Linked DNA regions of Sminthopsis crassicaudata: region 1 is linked to region 2. The links are chromatin contacts, called in public Hi-C maps. All regions are on one chromosome and are shown on one strand. The core of a region is the stretch at or near the end of the contact, and the rest is flanking DNA. Distances in the headings are between cores, read along the strand shown. Region 1 holds the start of CHCHD2 (coiled-coil-helix-coiled-coil-helix domain containing 2). Region 2 holds the start of CRCP (CGRP receptor component).

Evidence for each region. A called contact is a pair of places that touch in the nucleus more often than the background predicts.
Region 1: a Hi-C map of hippocampus shows a contact between it and region 2, with 2.5 times the contacts expected there. The contact joins the promoter of CHCHD2 here to the promoter of CRCP in region 2. A contact is called at or near these places in 2 of 2 Hi-C or Micro-C datasets (fibroblasts and hippocampus).

What each region holds. Positions count from the first base shown.
Region 1 is chr4:458,286,386-458,292,739 of ASM4859323v1, forward strand. CHCHD2 (coiled-coil-helix-coiled-coil-helix domain containing 2) reads left to right here and starts at 2,314. Exons shown (of 4, transcript XM_074263973.1): 1 at 2,314-2,653; 2 at 4,490-4,733; 3 at 5,220-5,385; 4 at 5,853-6,199. The coding sequence starts at 2,604. The coding sequence ends at 5,863.
Region 2 is chr4:458,150,246-458,156,581 of ASM4859323v1, forward strand. It overlaps CRCP (CGRP receptor component), which reads right to left and starts at 2,054. Exons shown (of 6, transcript XM_074263968.1): 1 at 1,932-2,054. The coding sequence starts at 1,939.

The DNA.
Region 1 (6,354 bases), core at 1,064-3,563, 140 kb after region 2:
TGAACTCGGTCTTCCTGACTCCAGGCAGAGCTCTATCCTTTGAGTCACTTAGCTCCTCGACTTGTTTTCTAAAGATAACATCCTCCTCCTAATCTCCCAAACCCATAATCTTGGTGTGGTGTCTTAACTTCTCATTCTAATTCCAAGGTACCAAATCTTGCCATTTTTGCCTCCACAAAATCTCTTGTAGCTAACTTAATTTTAAAAAATGATCTCTTCTCATTGCATGTCCCCCTCCATTTTTTAACAAAAACAAAGAATTAAACCCGCCCAACAAACTCAGAGAGCAGCAAAGTAACCCCTCCCCCCACTAGCCATGTCCGAAAGTCCAAGTCTCATTCTGGATTTTAAGGAGGTCAACCCCTGGAGCAGGACGTGATTCATGCTCAGGCCTCTGGACTTCCATTGTCTCATTGTGAGCATATTTCTAAAGACTCTCAGAAGTGTCTTTTCTTTAAAATGTTCAAATTTTGGTCATTGCATTCATTGTTTCCTCTGAATCTGTCATTTCTCCATTCTTATGCTACAATATCACATAACTTTTTTTTTTAAATAAAAGCTTTTGATTTTCAAACCACATGCAAAGATGGTTTTCAACATTCACCCTTGCAAAACCTTCTGTTCCAAATTTTCCCCTCTCTTCTCCCCCCCCCCTCCCCAGGCGGCAAGTAATCCAATATATGCTAAACATGTGCAATTCTCTATACATATTTCTACAATATCACAGGAAAAATCAGATCAAAAAGGGGAAAAAATGAGAAAACAAAACGCAACTAACAAGGAGAAAATCCTGTGCTGTGATCCCACGCTCGGGCCTCCCAGCGCCGCGTCCCGAGCGGACTCTCTCCGCTCTCTCCGTCACAAGACATTTCTATACCCGATCTGTTCGGCGGCTCCCTGATAACTGGGCCCCAACCTCATATCCATTTTTGGCTACCGTGAAGAGAGCTGCTACTAAAGTTTTTGTCCGTATGTGTGCTGAGTCCGCCACTCCGCTCAGGCTCCCATCGCCGTCTCCTCCCTGTTCTCCTTCCACTGCTTCTTCGTTCCATCCATCTTCTGTAGGACACCCGGGCAGAGCTGACGGTCACTCCCCTCCTCCTTAGCTCCCATGGCTCCCTACCGCCCCAGACCACTTTCCTTTGACTTTTAGCATCCCTGCACCTGGTTCTATGCTCATTATATAACAGCCATGTGGACGCTTCACATACACTGGGTTCGGTTCCCACAACTACCCTCGAGGCGGATGCTACGAAGGTCCCTCAGCGTTAGAGCCGAGGTGGCTTCGGGTCCCGATTCCGCGTACGGCCTGCGAGCCACTGGCGCCACCTAGAGGCCGCCTCCTGCGCCGCTGCCCCCTGCCTCGGCTTCCCATAACCCCCCTCTCGGGCGCCATCAGCCCCCAAACCTCTGAGGCTCCCGGTGGCCTGGAGTGCCAGGCTCCTCCGGACGGCCCTCCATTTATAGGCTCGCGCAGATGCGCGTCTTCTCCTGATAGAAGGGACGTGGGCCCCCCCGGAGCTGGCGAGGCACCTGGCACATAATGGGCACCGACATTTGGCGACTCCCATTGTCACATGGAGCTACTGACCAAATCCGGCCGATTCTACCTTTCCCCCACTTCCCCCGGTTCCGGTCTCCGTCTCTTGCCACTTTCCCCTTTCCGCCTCCCTGATTTGTTCCTCCCTTCACCTCCCCACGTTAATGCTCACTTTCCCGTCTCGCAGTTGCTCTAACATCATCGCCAATCCCCCGACAGTCCTGGAGAAATGCTCCCTCTTTTCCCCTTCCCTGGGACCTCTGAAACTCAGCTCGTCTCCTTATTGAAAAAGCCGTCCTGGGCCGTCCCCTTACACTGACAGAATTACTTCTCTGACCCTCGAGGGCAGGAATCGGTTTCTGGGTTTGTTTTCCCCCCCATATGATCAGCCCCGAGCATAATGGCAGGCACACAGCAGGCGCCTAATAAATTGCTTATTGGCGGAATGTTCCTACAAGTGGGCCAGTCCAGCTAGAACTATTGGGGGAAGGGGATGGAACAACAGACCCGGCCACAGGTCTTCGGGACCAGGGTTAGGCTGCCGAACCCGCACCGTGGGGGGAGGGATACGAAGAGCTTTCCCACAGCCGGTGCAGCTCTGTCCCTAGAGTCAAAGACCCCGGGGTAGACCCAGAACATTCCCAGAGTACTTCCAGCACAGACTCCGAACCTCGCGGGCCAATCCCACCTTTCCCCGCTCGAAGGAAAGGATCGGTAAACCCATTTCCGGGATCAAGCCGAACGGCGGTTGCTGGGTAACGACGCCTACTTCCGGCTTACGAACGGCTCGTCAAATGACGTTCAACGGGCGCTATGCGAGACTCTGCCCCTCTTTCTAGTGACCTTCACGATGCGGTCAGAGGGGGGCGAGCCGGAAAGGCCTTGCGAGAGAGACGATGATTGGCTGGTGGTGGCTCGAGGAGGTTGGCGGCCGTTGATTGGCCGAGGGCGCGCAGATGGCTGGTCCCTGATTGGTTGGGGACTGTAGACAACCACCCCAAAGAGCCGCCACCACTATTCGCCTCTCACTTCTCCCCAGGACCTCTGCCCCTAGGAGTCGAATATGCCGCGCGGAAGCAGGAGCCGGACCTCCCGGGTGGCCCCACCGGCCAGGTAAGAGACGAGGCGACGCCGGGTGACGAGACCGTGGCGGGGTGGCTCCGGGGTAAAGCCAGAAGGCGAAGAACGGGAGCTCGAAGCGCTGTGACGCAGCCGGGAAGGCCGCGGGAGGAGGGGCAGCTGCTCCTTGGGTTCTCGTCGTCCCTCCTCCACTCTTCTCGCGGGCCTCTAGCTCCCCTCGAGGGCCATGTGATTCACGAGGGGGGGAGGGGAGAAAATTTCCAGCAGTTTCTTGGAGGCCCGGGCTGCGCAGTTCATCTCCCGGCTCTGGGGAGGTTGGGAGGAACGAACTAGGATCGGACCGCGGCCACACTGACCCGGATCTTGAACGTCCGGGGCATAGGGGTGGGCCCCAGAAGGGCGGATCTCGGACCTTGTCCCGACCGTTACCACCCGCTCCCGCCCCGGGCCCATGCTTTTCCTCCCGAGCTTTTGGGCTTCGGGCCTTGATTACTCTTAATGACTCAAAGGCTGGATGAAGAAAATTGAAAAAGAAAAATCTAGTTTCAAATAAATTGTAATGAGATTTCTGGCGTTAACACCGGGATGTAAAGTCCCCTTTCCCGCAACCCCGAATAATCATTCCTGGCCCTTCTCCCCCTCCCCCCTCCGAGCGCTCTTGTCAGTGATCTCCAGGGACTCCTCTCACTATTGGGAGAAAGCCCAAATCTCTGAGCCCATCCTGACTCCCCTCCCCCAGTTCTCTCGTCAGTGTCTGGAGCTCGCTCCCACCTCCCTCCAGCTTCTCCGAGCCGCAGCTAAAATACTGCCTCCCTGGGTGATGATTTCGGATTTATCCTCTCTGCGTCTCCCCCGCAGCTGCTTTTGCACTCCCTCCCCCGTCCCCTGCCGCCTTAGACCGACCTCTAGCTCTAAAGCAGCTGGTACGTAATAGGTGCTTAATAATAGTAGTTGACCAAAGAAACCAATTACGTTGACTTGCGGTTATCAAAAGAAAAAACTCAGTTCATGGAAAATGAACTAAATTAAGAAGCTTAAGTTTTGGTTTTGAATTCTTGATCAGGTCCTAGAGCCAGCATCCACAGCTCCTGTTGCCCCATTTGGGGAAGGTCCTTGCCTTCCTGCTCTGCAAACGCGGGATTGCATTAGATTGGAGGACTTTGCTGCTTCCAGTCCTTTGAGCCTAAATGAAATCCACTGCCTGATTGGGTCTTGGGGCCACCCTCAGTCCCATGGGACTTGAAATACTCAACCAGTGTTATACAGGACCCTAATGATGGATGTCTCCTGCTTGCCACAGGGAGGAGAGTGGAGTTTATCTCCTCCTTGCTTTTTGTGGTTGGTTTTAAGAGGCATGATCTGTTTTCTGCCTGAAGCTTCCAGATTGCTTTTGTGTCTCATTTCATTGAGGCTTCAAATTGCTTTATCCTATCTATCTACATAGGACGGAGAATCTTTTAAAAAGGGGGAGGGATAATCCAGTGACAGCCATTAATTGAACCCAGTTCTTGATCTGTGAACATTTTTCTTTTATACCAGAAAGATTTTTGAGGTCTTTTACTAGTATGGAGGCAAATATAATTCCTGGTTTGGGACTAGAGGTATAAATACTGTTTAATATGATTATGCTTTTAAAAAGTTTTTTGTCAATATCTTTCATTTTTATATCCCCTATACTTTCTTCTTTTCATAACTTAATACAAAATCACCATAAAACCCCAGTGTTATTGGGGTTTGCATAGCAATAATAAAAACAGATGATATTTTAAATAAAGATGCAGGTTATTCAAATGGTAAATGTTCAAGACTCTTTCCCTTTGCTAATTATCTTGGTCATTTTGTAATAGCATCTTGTCTGTCTTTTTACAGTCGGGCACCCCCCATGAGAGCTGCACCTGCACCAGCAGCCCACCCTCCAGCAGCAGTCCCACCATCTGCAGTTGCAGCTCCTGCTGCTGCACCCAGGCAGCCGGGTTTGATGGCCCAAATGGCTACCACCGCAGCTGGAGTAGCAGTGGGCTCGGCTGTGGGCCACACTATTGGTCATGCCATTACTGGTGGCTTCAGTGGTGGGAGTAATGCTGAGCCTGCAAGGCCTGACATCACCTACCAGGTAAATATGTCCAGAACATGCTATGTACATGCCTCATTCTTCTCCAGGACTGTCTTATTTCCTTATTCAGTAAGGGGCATTTATCAGAGGGCTCTGGTCATGTTGCACCTAGGATCGTGAGGTATCAGACTGTATTAGAAATTAAACTCATTCATCTTCCCAAAAGGGGAGATTTTAGAGGTTAGTCCTGAATCATTTCCTCAGTTTCCTTTTGGATTGATCTTTAAGTGCTAATTGTCTTAGAGCTTTCAGCCTTTTCTTGCCTTTGAGTCTTTCCCTTACTCATATGTTCATTCTTCTGTGTTTTGTGGCCTTAGTTGTTCCTCCCTCTCTCTGTCTCTCTGTGTCTTTTGTAGGAGTGTATAAAACTCCAATCTAGCCATCATCTAGTCTAATTTAAAAAAAAGAAAATTGTTTGGGTGGTGATCTTTGAAAAGTATTTGCTCAAGATGCCTTTCTCCAGTATCTTAAGTGTTGTCTTTTCAGGAGCCTCAGGGAGCCCAGCCAGGGTACCAGCAGCAGCAGCAGCAGCAGCAGTTCAGCCCCTGCCACTATGAGATGAAGCAGTTCTTGGAGTGTGCCCAGAACCAGGGCGACCTCAAGCTATGTGAGGGCTTCAGTGAGGTGCTGAAGCAGTGCAGGTTTGCAAATGGTAAGCGCCAATGCGCCCTGGGGCCTCCCTTTCTTGTGTTCTGAAGGCATTGTCAGGAGGGCTGCTGGGAAGCCCAGGGCCTCTCCTAAGGAGAGCAAGCGCTCTGAAAAGAAGTGATAGCAGACTGCTTTTGTGAGAGCTGCCTTTCTGCCGAGCACAAGGAAAGCTGAGCTGTCAATAGAAGGGACTGCTGAGGGCAGGATGGGTTCCCTGTGGTTAAGGTCCTCAAACTGAGCCTCTTATCTTCTGTGCAGCCTTCTGAGGCACGGGGGCTGTATGACTAACCTCATTATGCCAGGGAAAATGGGGGCTCAGATCAGATGACATGCCTATGACAGCACACAGTGAGATTTGAACTGGGATCTGCTGGGCTCTCTGCCACCACCTGGCCAACTGTGTGGGTTATGATAGTGCTAGAACTTCTGAAGTTGTTAGTAAATGTAATATTCATCTTTTTTCTTTTGTAGGATTAGCCTAATTGAGACCTTCAAAAAGAAGAATGAAAAAAATCAACTCTGAAGACCAATCTAATTTAACATAATTCATAATTGGTAGTGAAATGATAAAGAAAGATGAGACCATCCCTACTTTGTTTCTTTTGTCTATTTATCACTAATGTCCTTTTGTTTCAGAACAACCTTCAAAAGAAAGGTATTCCCACTGGAGAGGATAACATGAGATGATATAAAATGTTGCAATGAGGCAAATGCTTGTGTTCTCATCTAAACGAATGATTGTTATGTGAGCTCTCAGCAGAGTGGCTTGAGTCATTGTGGCTAGCAATTCAAATAAAGTTATTTCCTCCTGGATATGACATCTGTAAGTGTGGAAATCAGAACTTGATTTATCTTTGGTTGGGGGAAAGGGTGTGATAAAAGCCTTAGAAGATACCAGGTGGTCCTTGTTCCTTATTAAAAGTTTATTTAAAAGTTTGGGGCAGAATTGTTCAAAGGAGAGAGAGCTAGTGGA
Region 2 (6,336 bases), core at 804-3,303:
AAGATGAATGGATGTCCATCAACTGGAGAATGGTTGGGTAAATTATGGTATATGAATGTTATGGAATATTATTGTTCTATAAGAAATGACCAACAGGAGAAATACAGAGAGGCTTGGAGAGACTTACATCAACTGATGCTGAGTGAAACGAGCAGAACCAGAAGATCATTATACACTTCAACAATGATACTGTACGAGGATGTATTCTGATGGAAGTGGATTTCTTCAACATAGAGAAGAACTAATCCAATTCCAATTGATTAATGATGGACAGAACCAGCTACATCCAGAAAAGGAACACTGGGAAATGAATGTAAACTGTTATTTTTACCTTCTGAATCCAATTCTTCCTGTGCAACAAAAAATTCGGTTCTACACACATATATTGTATCTAAATTATACTGTAATATATTTAACATATATAAGACTGCTTGCCATCTGGGGGAGGGGGTTGGGGGAGGAAGGGAAAAAATCTGAATAGAAGTAAGTGCAAGGGATAATGTTGTAAAAAATTACCCATGCATAGTATATATTGGATTATATGTTGTCTAGGGGAAAGGATGAAGAGAAGGGAGAAAAATATGGAACACAAAGTTTTGCAAAGGGTGAATGTTGAAAACTATTTTTGCATGTATTTTGTAAATAAAAAGCTTTTATAATAAAGAAAGAAAGAAAGAAAGAAAGAAAGAAAGAAAGAAAGAAAGAAAGAAAGAAAGAAAGAAAGAAAGAAAGAAAGAAAGAAAGAAAGAAAGAAAGAAAGAAAGAAAGAAAGAAAGAAAGAAAGAGGAAAGGAAAGAGATCAAAGAAAGAGGAAGAAGGCCCATGTGTACAAAACGATTTATAGCAGCTAATTTTGTGGTGGCAAGAGCTGGAACCTGAAACGATGGGTGGTTGAACGAGTATATATGAAGGTGATGAACTAAATGAAGCAGGGCGTGGTTCCAAAAAGGAGCAGTAATTAACACAGTGAAATTAACTGAATCATTTCATGGCAATATCGGCCAGTTCTAAAGGTTCAGCAGCTCTCGGCACACACTGAGCACAGACGGAAATCAATTCCCTGAAATTCAGGGGAGTCTCCGGGGGACGTGCTCCCCACTTCCTAAACTCCAGAGGCAGGCTGAGCCGGACATATTTAATACACGTTCCCAGCATGAGAAAGTTTGGTATAAAGGCTTTGTTTTGTTCTTTTCTCCACCAGAGCAGAGGAAAGAAGGCAGATTTTGCCCAATTAAAAAATTTATTTAAAAATATCATCCCTCCACGAGGAAGTTTGGGTCTTCATCCGCCCTCTGACGCTGGGTCCATTAACTAGTGCTAGCTGATTGATGGATTTTAGGATGAGGAAACTGAAAATCAACAGGGGAGTGTCAGGTCAAGGTCAGAGGCCACAGGGAGCCCGAGTCCTCGTGCAGGAGACAAAGTCAGCAAAACCCGAAGGCATGACGCCGGGCAGGTCAACAGCCATTCCGGGGCCCCACCCCCACCTCTGAGGATTATATAAAAATGCTGATAAAAGGGCCAGTGGCCATTGTCTGGAGTCCAATGTCCGAGGTGAGGGGGGTCGGGGCGCGAAGGTGGGCCGGGGGCCCGGGGAGAGAGGAAGCAGAATCGCTAACACGCATGGCCTTTCCCAGATGGTCACGCGCCCTACTCCCACCCTCACCACCGCGGCCCACGCGGGAACGAAAACACGGACGCACCCCGCCCCAGGGCCAATCTTTGGCCTTACTCGGTCTCCCAAGCACTTAGTGCGGGGCACATAGTAGGAGCTTAAACTCCTACAAACGCACGCGCCTGCAAGTCCAGAAATGCACGCGCACGCACGCACAAAGCACGTGTGCACCTACGCGCACGCACAGACATACACACGGACACACGCCAGCCAGGGCCTTCCCTTCTCATCCCCCGCGCGCGGGCTGCCCACTCACACTTCCATCGCGGATCCTCCTCCTCCTCCTCCTCGCTCCCCCACGGCTCCGGAATCCGGGTTCTACACCGAGCCGTAGGCCGCGGGGCCGGCCGGGGGGAGGGGGCAGGGCTTCGGCTTTACGTCACGGAGCAGCCCAGCCTCCGACGCGCGCGCGCACGCCGGGGCCGCCTCCGGATGCCGGCCGTGCGCTCGCTTAGCTCTGATCCCCGAGCTGCGGTGGCCTGCTCCTGTGGCTGGGGGTCCGGGAGGGAGCCCCGCACCCGCGCACGCGCTGGGCCTTCGCCTTTGCCGAGGGTCTGCAGACTTGGCTCCCCGCGGGCAGACACAGCCTCGCTTTGACGTGCCCCTCCCCCCATGGTCATGGATCGTTTTTGCCCTCTTAGGCATCACCGCCAGCCCTAGATGCCCCGTAGAGCTTGCCACACGGTGTCAATCAATAAAGCTTCCGCCCTGCCAGGCTCCGTGCTAAAGTGCGGCAGATTGTTGTTGTTTACCCCCCTTCAAAGGACCCTGTGACGTCCGGGGGCGATGCCTTCCCACGCAAACTGGAGGCAGGGAGGGAGGGCCGGGCAGTCCCCGGCCTGCTCCGGGCCCAGCGGCGATCCCCCGACGTAAACGTCGTGCTTACCGAGTGCTGAGCGCTGTGTAGCCCCAGTCACCCCCGCGGGACGGGGGAAAGCTGCAAATAAAGGGACCGAGCCTCGATTCCTACGCGGCCTTGACCCCTGAAAGATGTCGCCTCAGTTTAGGCTGAGTGAGAAACTGAGGCAGAGAATAGCCTCTTTTTACCTCGTCAAAAAACAAAAACGCCACTTGAGAGGGGCCAAAACAATTACTCACCTCAGGACCTCAACAATGACCAAGTAAGGTTTGGGACAAAGAAAAGGCAAAACTTACTAAGTGCTTGTTGGTGGGCTGAGCTTCCCATTCCAGTACTTTGCACCAGTGCGGGTGGGGGTGGGGATAGCAGGTCCTTAATTACAGTTTTTCAATCAATCCAATTATTAAGCACCTAGTTTCCTCCAGGTAGTAGGTACCAAGACAAAGAAGGAAAGCATCCCTACTCTTAATGATTTAATTGATTAAACAATTAATGCTAAGCAGGTAGCAGTTAATTTCATTAGAAAGATATTGACTCGGATGGGCTGAGATAGGTGGTAGACTGGGATTTTAAACTCAGTCCTCCCCTATTTTGGGTCAGAAAGGCATCCTACTGAAGGACCAAGCAAATGAATATGCCCCGTGTCTGCCTGGGTTGTCTCACCCTTTATTGGTTTTCTCCGTATAAAACTCTTGGAATTTTATATCGACTTATAGAAGTCGATATATGTCTCTTTCTCATTCTTTATGACCATGTGGCCAACCATGGGGTAGCTTCTATATTACTAAGTGTTTGATGAATGAATGGAAGACCTTATTTAGTTTATCGCCACCTTTTGAGGATGTCTTGATTTACTGGGATAAGCACAAAAGTTGTTCCAGAACAGTTTCCTGCACATTTGCTTTCTTAGATGAAGAATCTGTGATTTAATCAGTGGAGGAATCAACACAGAAGTGATTGAAAAATCATTTTGGAGAGTATTTGGAACTATACCCAAAGAGCTCTACCACAGTGCATACCCTTTGAACCAGCCGTGTCACTCTTGGGTCTGTATCCCAAAAGATCATCAAAAAGAGAAAAAAAAAAAAGGGCTCACGTGTGCAAAAATGTTTGTGGCCGCCCTTTTTGTAGTGGTAAGGAACTGGAAACTGAGTGGATGCCCATCAGGTGGAGAATGGCTGAACAAGTTAAGATATATTGAAAAATCATTTTGGAGAGTATTTGGAACTATACCCAAAGAGCTCTACCACAGTGCATACCCTTTGAACCAGCCGTGTCACTCTTGGGTCTGTATCCCAAAAGATCATCAAAAAGAGAAAAAAAAAAAAAGGGCTCACGTGTGCAAAAATGTTTGTGGCCGCCCTTTTTGTAGTGGTAAGGAACTGGAAACTGAGTGGATGCCCATCAGGTGGAGAATGGCTGAACAAGTTAAGATATATGAATGCAATGGAATATTATTGTTCTGTAAGAAACAAATGAGCCTGATTTCAGAAAAACTTGGAAAGACTTATGACAGAGGTGTGAAATTGTGTTCCCTTTAATCTGTAAAGAAGGGAGATTCCAGTCTCAGGCCCTCCTGGGAAGCATATCTCCTCAGACTCAAGAAAGTCTATGAGAGCATATCCTCCTGGCTGAGCCATTTCTAAGGCAAATCACCCCCATTGATAGCCTGATTTCCATTCAAATTCAGGCTGAAAAAGCCTTCAAAGCAATTTCATTTGGGAGATCCTGGTCTGATCAGTTCAAACTGCCACTACCCCACTCCACCCCCACTAGCCAAGATCTGCTCATATAAGAGGTTTCTGTTTACTCATTTCTTTGCACAATCTCCAAACCAGGACTATGCCTCGACCCTTGGTGCCGCTGCTAGGGCTCTGCCTGTTGAGAAAACTTTCTCTTCTCAGTGCCAGCCTTCATTTCCCTAATAGGACTTTGCCACTATGAAATCAGTCTCTTCTCATCAACAATAAACTTACATTTTTGCCACCTAAAATTCTTCTTTCACGTGAATTCTTTTATAAAGAACCTGCGCCTCCAATCAAAAGGGGATTTTCTCAACTCTCTGACTGCCACTAGAACCCCATCACTTACTTACATGACTTGATGCTGAGTGAAATGAGCAGAATAGGGAGAATGTTCCATTTAATAAGAGCAAGATTATGTGATGATCAACTGTGATGAACTTAACTCTTCTTAACAATGCAGTGATTCAAGGCAGTTTCAATAATTTGGGATGGAAAATGCCATCTACATCCAGAAAGAGAGCTCTGGAGATGAAATGTGGATCGAAGCATAGAATTTTCACCTTTTTTGTTTGCTTGTTTTTTTTTTTCTTCCCCCCCCCCTTTTGGTCTAATTTTTCTTGCACAACATGACAAATATGGAAATATATTTTAACAGATTGCACATATTTAACCTATGTCATATTGCTTGCTGACTTGGGGAGGAGAAAGGAAAGGAAGGAGGGAGAAAAATTTGGAACACAAAATCTTATATAAATGAATGTTGATAATTATCTTTAACATGTACTTGGAAAAATAAAATACAATTGAAAAAAAAGAAAAATGATTGAATCCTAGGGAGCTGATTGAAGCAATGGGAAATGAGATGGAAATTTACCTTCTATTGGAGTTAAAGCTGCACAAATGAGTTTTGTGTGTGTGGTTTTTTTTGTTGTTTTTTTTTTTGTTTGTTTGTTTTTGTTTTTGTTTTTAATGGTGGGAAAAGGAATGAAGAAAAGCTTCCCCCCCCCAGGAAATTGGGGTCAAGTGACTTGGCCAGGGTCACCCAGCTAAGAAGTATTAAGTGTCTGAGGTCAGATTTGAGGGCTAGTGGGCTATCCTAGCTGCTTCAAGAAAAGCTTTTTTTCAGGTGGGCTCAGGCTTGAAAGTAGCTTGAGATTCCCAGAGGTGAGAAGAAAGGAGAATTTTCCCGATTAAGGATAACCTATATCTAAAGATGTGATAGAAAGTCAACTACAGGAGGAAGCAGTAGAGTCTGGCTGCAAGTTAGACTGTATGGTGGACAGTAAAGTGAAGTCAGTCTAGAACATCCATTGGGAGCAAATTTGGGTCTTTGGCATAGGACTAAAAAGGGCCTCGAACGCTAAATTGTGAAGTTTGGCTTTTTTCCTGGAAACCAGAGGGAGGCCCTGGGACTTCTTGAACATCACGGTGGTATCAAGGCCGTCCATTTGGCATCCATGCAAAGAACAAACTGGACAGAGGAGGCAGACCCATCAGGAGGCTTGTTGTAACATTAAATCCGGCTGAGTCAGGTCCGTGACGATCAGAAAACAAGTCCCCGGCAAGGACAAGCTGGAACTGACCAAGTGCCCTCGGTGACATTTTGCAGATGGCGCAATAATCGAAGGGCATTTTCACTGCACCCAGAACCGCAGTGTATGCACAAGGGGTTCAAAGACACGACCCCTGCCCTGGTGCTTAGGGCCTAAGTGTTCCACGCTAGCTCTGAGGTCAATGCTCCGACGAGGAGGGGGACGACCCAAAGCCGGGCCGGCAGACGTGGACCCGGCGTCCCCAGCGGGCCATCCCTGTAGGGGGTTTGCAGGAGACTTGGCCATGGCAACTTTCACAAGTTTTACCAAAAGCAGCGCGGAGTGAGCGCAGAACCTCAGCCCGTGTCCCACGTAAAGAAGCCCAAGCTGGTGCTGGGCATAGAGACTAGGGCATGGAACTGGCACGAGGGCAACATGGGGTGGGGGAAGGGACTCTGGACTTTGAGTCACACGAGCTGGTTCAAATCCCTGCTCTTCTTCTTGTAGTAATATCTGCATAATCCA